Linked DNA regions of Rattus norvegicus: region 1 is linked to region 2. A link is a contact called in public Hi-C data. All regions are on one chromosome and are shown on one strand. The core of a region is the stretch at or near the end of the contact, and the rest is flanking DNA. Distances in the headings are between cores, read along the strand shown. Region 1 holds the start of Hs6st1 (heparan sulfate 6-O-sulfotransferase 1). Region 2 has its middle 83 kb from the start of Hs6st1.

What was found. A called contact is a pair of places that touch in the nucleus more often than the background predicts.
Region 1: a contact with region 2 is called in a Hi-C map of the A7r5 cell line, with 2.1 times the contacts expected there. The contact joins the promoter of Hs6st1 here to the enhancer-like site in region 2. A contact is called at or near these places in 3 of 12 Hi-C or Micro-C datasets (the A7r5 cell line, kidney and liver).

Annotation. Positions count from the first base shown.
Region 1 is chr9:45,776,815-45,780,667 of GRCr8, reverse strand. It overlaps Hs6st1 (heparan sulfate 6-O-sulfotransferase 1), which reads right to left and starts at 1,266. Exons shown (of 2, transcript NM_001108210.1): 1 at 924-1,266. The coding sequence starts at 1,204.
Region 2 is chr9:45,694,120-45,697,980 of GRCr8, reverse strand. No RefSeq gene overlaps it. Among named protein-coding and RNA genes, the nearest start is that of Hs6st1, 83 kb to the left of the region's middle. Within about 2 kb of position 1,435, at least 2 of the 93 cell types and tissues checked have an H3K27ac peak or open chromatin away from gene starts, as enhancers often do. A contact at or near this core is called in the A7r5 cell line, where this site is marked.

The sequences.
Region 1 (3,853 bases), core at 17-2,516, 83 kb before region 2:
TAGCTCATCTGTAAATTCAGTCCTACAGGAAACATGGGAGAGAAACAAAGGCAGACAAGAAGCCCTAATTCCTAGGGTGGGGTGGGGCGGGGCGGGGTAGGGGGGAGAAAATCCCCGGAGGACCAGAGGGCACCAACAGAAACAGGGCTACAATCTCAACTTTACAAAGTGCTTTCGGAGGGGCTGGCCCTCGCCCACATGCCCCAGACAAGGAACATGACGGGCCTTGCTGGAAGGTTCTTGGTTGCACAAGTAGCTTTGACTGTCTCAGCTATCCCTAATCTGACCGGTGGATAGATTTCTGCGGAAGGCAGTCCCCAACTGGAAGCTTTTGTTCCACTTCAGTAGTTGGGGAGGCCAGGTAGTGCTGCCTTCTCTCCGTCTTCAGCCCGGGTCACACGGGCCTTTGTTCTACCTGCACACACCGGCAGGCAGAGCCCACCCCTTTCCTGGCAGCTCCTCCCCAGACTGGCAAGCACTGGAGGGCCTGGGGATACCACAGGTGCAGAGGAAGAGGATCCTCATCTCCCTTGCTCCACTTTTAGTTCTAGACAGGTACGGGCTACAGACGCACAGAGACACACCTGTTTTTCTGCCTCTAGAGCCAAGCCTGGACCTTTAGTCCCCGAGGTTTCTCTCTCAGGCTAGCCGGCAGTGCACCGCAGATGGGGTGGACAGAGAGCGGCCGGCAGTGACCCAGGAGGAAGTCTGGGCACTGCGCAGACAGGCCAGTGATGAGGAGAGGTACAGAACAGAGGGTGAAAAGAGAGATCAGAGGTCAGGAGTGGCAGCTGCAGGGACAGATGAGACGGGGATCCTGGGATCCGGCAGATCGGAAGGGGCCCCAAGAGAGCAAAGAGGGCAGATCTGGTCCGGGGTTTAGGGCACCCCCCCCATCACACTCGCCCGCAGCGGACACTCACCTGGGCGAACGCAGACCTGCTGGGTCGCGGCGGTCTAGCACACCGGGAACACAGTTGGTGAGTTCGGTCCAGTCAGCGTGCAGCCCGCAGCTCCAGCCGGTGGAGAAGCGAGAGAAGAGCCAGGTCTCGCGGCGATTGGGCCGATAGCAGGTGCACTTCTTCTGGCCCGGGCGACAGTCGCAGGGCACCTCGAGGCGCACGTTCTGCACTAGGTGGCGGCCGAAGGTGGTGCCGCCGGTCTTCTGGATATGCAGGAAGACTATCACGTCGTCGCCCTTCATGTCGAAGCGCAGCGAGCGCTCCAGCTCGCGCACCGGGAAGTAGTACTTTTTCTCGTAATGTGGGTCCGGCGTGGGGAAGAGATCCAGGTCGTCGGGGGGCGCGCGGCCACCGGGCGCGCCCAGACTCAGCCCCGGGCCCGCGTACTGGTAGAGGATGAGCATGAAGCACGCCGAGCCCGCCACCACCAGCACGAACTTGCTGGCGCGCTCAACCATGGTCCTGCCGCCGGCGCGCCGCCGCCGCATGTGTCACCATCGCCAGCAGCCCGGGCGCCGGGCCTGGGAGGGCGGGGGGCGCAGCTGCTCCGCCACCGCCGCCGCCACCGCCACCGCCGCCCGCGCTCCGGCCCGGCCGGGCTACTCGGCGCCCAGGCTATGCGCAGCGTCCCGGGCCCCGGGCCTCGGCGGCGCCGTGGCTGCTTCCCGCCCCGATCCCCGGCTCGGCTAGCGTACGGCCCGGCCCCCGCCACAGCGCCCCGCAGCCGCGCGCGCCCGCACCCGCCCGCAAAGCTCAGCGCCGAGAACGCTCTGCACCGCCCCGTGCGCCGCCGCGTCTCCGCAGTCCGTCGCGGCTCCGCCCCGCCCCGCCCCCGGCCCGCCCTCGCGGCGCCTCTTGCTGTCGCCGCCCGCTCTGATCCTCCGCTCCGCCTCTGGAGAGCCCTGGGGGAGGGGAGGGGCTGGAGGAGGCCCAGGCACAGGCCAGTGTCCAGCGCCGGGTCGCGTGTCTCTCACACTGTCAACGCGGATCGTTACGCAAAGGGGATTGGTTCCAACTCGCAGGCCTGCGGGTGGCGTCTGGGTTGTCCCGAGCCCAGGAGTGGGTGACTCTTTTGGGCATTGGTCTTGGATTTGGGAGCCCGAGTTTTTTCACCTTCTCTGTCGTGGTAGTTTGTGTCACCCGCGCTCTCTTCCACGGGAATACGGAGGCTTTGACCTTCACACTGAAGGATCCAAAGTTCCAAGTTCGAGAGCGCTGGGAGTAGGGACCACATTTTGGGGCTGCGAATAAGGGTGGGGAAGGAAGAGAGACGTTGAGGGCATGGATCCAGCTCTTATGTAGATATCACCATTCCACTGGCAGCACTGGGACAATGACTCAAAGACCTCAGTAAAGATAAACCAGAATGTGTGCAGAGGCCCGAGGACCAGCTTTATGTTGTCCCTTTTCCCCAGTGTGCATTGTTTTGATCCTGGTCATGCTCCAAAAAAATAGTTGAAAAAATTAAACCGACATTAGAAAAAAAATTAGAATTCCGACCTTCGTGGTTTTGTTTTGTTTTTTTTTAAGGTTGGCAGCAGGACCTGCAGCCTTGATTGGTGCTCTGCCTGCAGTGGAGTGCCTGCTGGGCCCAAGCATGAAAGTTGGAGGCTATGGCATCTGGACGGCCCTGTCCGTGTTGTACTGGGCCCTTAGCTATACTTAGGACACGGGAGCAACTGGAGGTGGGGAGTGAAAAGATCTGTCCAGAACTCCATACCCTAGGGCAGCTGGGAGGGGCTCGGGTGCTTGGATTCAAGCCAGAGTGGCCTCTGGGAGGCACTCCTGCTGCAAGACAAGGCTGAGGTGCCCACATCAAGTACCCGGAGCCTGTCCTGCTAAGGGGTGGGTTAAAAAGTGGAGAGAGGGGGAGGGGATAGCACTAGGGCGCCAGAGCACCCCTCCCCCATCCAAGACTTAAAAACAAGAGCAAATGAGAAAACCCTCCCAAACTGGGAAAACAGTAGAGAATTCAGACCCACTCTAAATCCACCCAGTCAGGAACAGAAGAAACTGGGCCAATAGCTCAGCTGGTAAAGTGCTTGCCATGCATGAGTAGGGACCTGGGTTCGGTACTCCCAACCCAGGTTTAAGACCCTAGACATGCTTGCATGTGTTTGAAATCCCAGGACTGGGGAGGAAGAGACAGGCAGATCTCTCCAGTGTGTATGGTAGCAGGTCAGTGTAAGACACTGTCTCAAAAACTATGGTGGGCACCTCTCACAGGACAATCTCTCTCTCTCTCTCTCTCTCTCTCTCTCTCTCTCTCTCTCTCTCTCTCTCTCTCAACATGTTTTGCAGATAACTGAAGAAGTAACCACTATGGTCAGATGGGCACATGGCACTAAACACGCTACATAATATCCTAGAACCAGGGCAAAAGGTGTCCTTGGTGAGACCCAGGGCCTTTTGCCACAGCCCGGAGACACCCAAGGGCAGTCTGTTTGGTAATGGGTTTATTCTGGTTAGGTATGGTGTCACAGCAGTGTGTGTGTGGGGGGGGGGGTTGGGGGGGTGGCGGGGGTGGCAGGGGCGGGGGTGTGGGGTGGGGAGCTTCCTTTTAGTAGCTCACCAGGGCAGTATTCCTGCATGGGATTTGGTTGACAGCAGTCCAGACTTTCAGGGCATTGCAGTAGGCTAACCCATCTGATGTTTTTGCTCAGAGGCTAAAGATCTACCAAGAGGCCAATCCCAAACAGAGCTGCTCCAGTACCAGGCATAGCAGATAATGTTATTTCCACTAGCAAATCTTGCAAACACAAGCTAGGATAACCATTCTATGAAAGCAAAAAGTGCAGTCTAGGGGAGATCTCCAGAGCCAAATCCCCTTCTCACTCTGATTCCCTGGCTGTGTGGAGCCCCTTCCATACCTCTGACTACGCCCAGCCTCT
Region 2 (3,861 bases), core at 186-2,685:
CTTGCAAGTCCAAATCTTTATTCTTGCTCGCACCACAACAGGGGTAATAAGTAAGGATGAATGAAGGTCGGTTAGATGGTGCACCTTTCCAGGGGTCAGTCATGCAGTTCTATCTGTGCCCCCCGAGTGCGAGGGCCCGCGCGCGCGCGCGCGTGTGTGTGTGTGCATGCCTGTGTCCTGAGATCTGTTTGGAATTAAGTTTCAAGGGCGGTTATACCAAGGGAAAACGAGAAAGAGGTCAACAGCGGGTAAGCGTACAGGTGGGGACGTTTTCAGGTTTGCTGAGTACAGAGGTCCTGTCAGGTTCATTCCGCTGTTGGTAGAGGGACATCTCAGAGTCACAGCAACCAGCTAACTCAAAGAGAGCTACTGAGGTGAAAAGGCAGAATACCATCAGCATACCGATAAGGCTGGTCAGAAGAGAAGTTTGACCAAGCTAATGGCTCTCCTCTTTGCCCTTGGCAGAAGGACTCAAGAGGCAGAGGTGCAGAAAAGTTCCTTTGAGTTTTGCGACTCGCTGTCAGTGGTAGTCACAGCTCCATCACTCATAGCCACCCATCTGGAACACCTGCCAGCATTTGCCTAAGTACTGAGGGCAAGCCGTTAAAGAAGGGGGGCGGTCGGGTCTTCGTCAATGGGACCACACGCATGACACATGGAAGTAGGAGACCCCTGTGTAAGGTGCATGTTCCTCCACCTCTCAGAGGAGGCTCCCAGAGGCTGTCTTCTGACAGGGAAGTCTCTTTCTTCTTGAAAGGTTGTTGTATAAGCTTGTGTACATCAGTGCAAAACATAGCTCTCGCCTCAATGGGAATAAGTGGTAGTTTATTCTGAAAAGTTTTGGGTTGGGAGTTCAAGGGGACACTGAGGCAGGTTGATATCTGGGTTAGAGATTTCTTAAAAGGGGTATAAACATACAGGCAGCAGCATGGCATTAATGTTTCTGTTCTGGGTCCTACGCCGGCTCATCTTGGTTGTCAGCTTAACTACATCTGGAATCAACTAAAATCCAAAGAGCTAGGCACATCTGTGAGAGATTTTCTTGATTGGGTCATTTGAGGCAGAAAGGCCCACCCTAAATCTGGCTGACACCTTCTGGAGGCAGCCCACATAAGGAAAGGAGAAGGAAACTTTGGCCTTTTGCCTGCTTGTTCCCACTCTTGCTGGTAAGCTTATCTAATCTATTGCTGAGGCATTCCTTCACTGAATGAGAACCTTCTTCTTCAGGATTCCAACAAATCTCAAAGACCAGCAGCTCTCTAGGACCCCTGGGGACTCCAGCACCAGATTGGGACTGCTAAGATATTTCATCTTGTGGGCCCACTGGATTCTTAGCCTTTCTTTTGGTAAACATCCTTTGTTGAAATTCCTAAGCCATAGGCTGTAAATCACTTCAACACGCACCCCCCTTTAATCGTACATATACATTTCATTCTATCAGTTCCGTTCCTTTAGAGAACCCTGACCAGACTACCAGTTGTCCAGTGACTGGTCAGCTAAAGAATGTCAGTTGATTAATAAACATTTTTTCCTGGCTTGACACAACTTGAAGTACATAGGGAAGGGTACAATCTAGAAAAACAAAGTTCTTTCTTTCTGGAAACCAAACTACTATAGCTATGGGAATTATCACAATCCAACCAAAATGGAGGAGGTTTTATAAGATGGAGTTGCTTTGGCTAACATATTCCTTTAAAAAAATACTTCATGTGGGCTGGAGAGATGGCTCAGTGGTTAAGAGCACTGGCTGCTCTTCCAGAGGTCCCGAGTTCAAATCCCAGCAGCCACATGGTGGCTCACAACCATCTGTAATGAGATCTGATGCCCTCTTCTGGTGTGTCTGAAGACAGCAACAGTGTGCTTATACATAAATAAATAAATCTTTTAAAAAATACTTCATAAATTTCTTTGAGATAATTAAATCATTTCTCTCCTTCCCTTTCCTCCCTTCAAATGTTTCCATATGCCTTCTTTGCTCACTTTCAAATTCATGCCCTCTTTTTTTTCATTAATTGTTGTTACATCCACGTGTGTCTCTCACACACACATTCCAAAATACATTAAATTTATTCTCCTTAGTCTGTATGTTACTTGTATGTATTTGGTTTCAGATTTGACTGTTTGGTGTTAGGTAGCCAAGTGGTGTGCTCTTCCTTGAGAAAGTATATTTCTTCTGCTCTCAGTAGTCTTTAGTTTCCTGTAGTTCACTGTATAGGGTTGAGGTCTCGTGAGCTTTCCACCGACCATGTTAGCATGTCTATTGGTGTTATCCATGTCTAGATCTTGTGTAGGAAAGCCGTGAGATAGATATGTATGAGTGTAGCTCCTGACATTCCTGAGAGACATCACCTCATAACGAACTCCCTGATCCTCTGCCTTTCACAGCCCTTCCCTCCTCTGCAATAGTCCCTGAGCTTTATGTGCAGTTGTACTCTAGATGTACCTGATGGAACTGGGCTCCACAACTCTATGTATGATTGGTTGTGGCTTTCTTTAATGGTCTCCATTTGTTACAAAGAGAAGGGGTTTGTTTTGGTTTTGGTAAGGGATGAGGACTACACTTATCTGGGAGTCTAAGAACACACACTTAGCATGCAGTTAGGAATTATGCTGGTTTAGTTAAGTGGTGGTTGTAGGCTCTCCTCTAAGATACATGGCTTCTCCTTGGTAGTTGGCTAGGTTTCCAGTAGTAGGCATGATTTCCCTCTTGTTGATCAGATCATATAGACCATATAGATTATATAGATCAATTAGAGAGCTGTTGGTTTCTGCCAACATACGCGTCACTACTTCACCCTTAGGGTTGTTGTGCCTCTGGTCATTGTTGTGGTTCAAAGGTCTCTTAGCTGCACAGGACTGAAAGAGGACTTCTCATGCCTGGTGGAGAGGTTTTTGTTAGCTGGTCTTTGTCTCCTGGAAGCAGCATTGTCAGCCTAGGTGGAAAAGTTTTACTGGATCTATATGAATATATTTATACACGTATTATATCAATTTTTAGGTAGTTAGTTAATGGTGTGCTTCTTTGTGGCTTTCCCAGACATCTTATGATTTTATCCTCATGTCTCCACTTCTACATTTTTCTCCTCCTTACTCAGAGGGCCCTGTTTTTCCCACAATTCCCCCTTCAGATTCATACCTTGTCATTTCCCTCTTACCTGCTCCTTGACTCCATCGCCATCTCGACAATGATCCCTTTTTACTTTCCTGAGTCCTGCGGTCTAACATGTTCTTAAGCCAAATATGAACGGCATTGCAATCATCAAGTGGTATTTAAAAAAAAAAGAATTGTTTTTATTATTTTAAATTATGTATGTGTGAATTTGTGTGTCTCTGTGTGGGTGATATGAGTGTGGATGTATGGGTGCAGGTACCCCAGGAGCCCAGGAGCCTAGAAGCAGCCATCAGATTCCCTGGATCTGGGTTTGCCATGTGGTGGGAGCCACCATGTGGATCCTCTGCAAGGGCAGCAAGTACTATTAACTGCTGAGTCATGTCTCTTGCCCACACGACATTTTACTGATCAAAGAGCACAGACAACTACAGGTCAAAGCATTTACTAACTACGCTGGTGGAAATATCCTGGAGACAGGTTATTGTAAAGCAGAAAGGTGTCTGTCATGGGTCTCAGATGCTATCTTCACTTTTAGATTGCTTAGTGGAAGCTAGCTGTCCATTAAAAGCACATTTAGAGGTCTTGTTGTTGTTGTTGTTGAGATAAAGTCTAACATATCTCAGGATGGTCCTCAAATTGTTGTATAGCCATGCATAATTTTACTTCCATATCGTTTCCTCCTTCTCCTCTCCCTGCTTCCTTCTGCTTCTGTTTCTTTTGCTTTTCTTCCCCCTCCCTCTTCTTCTTTC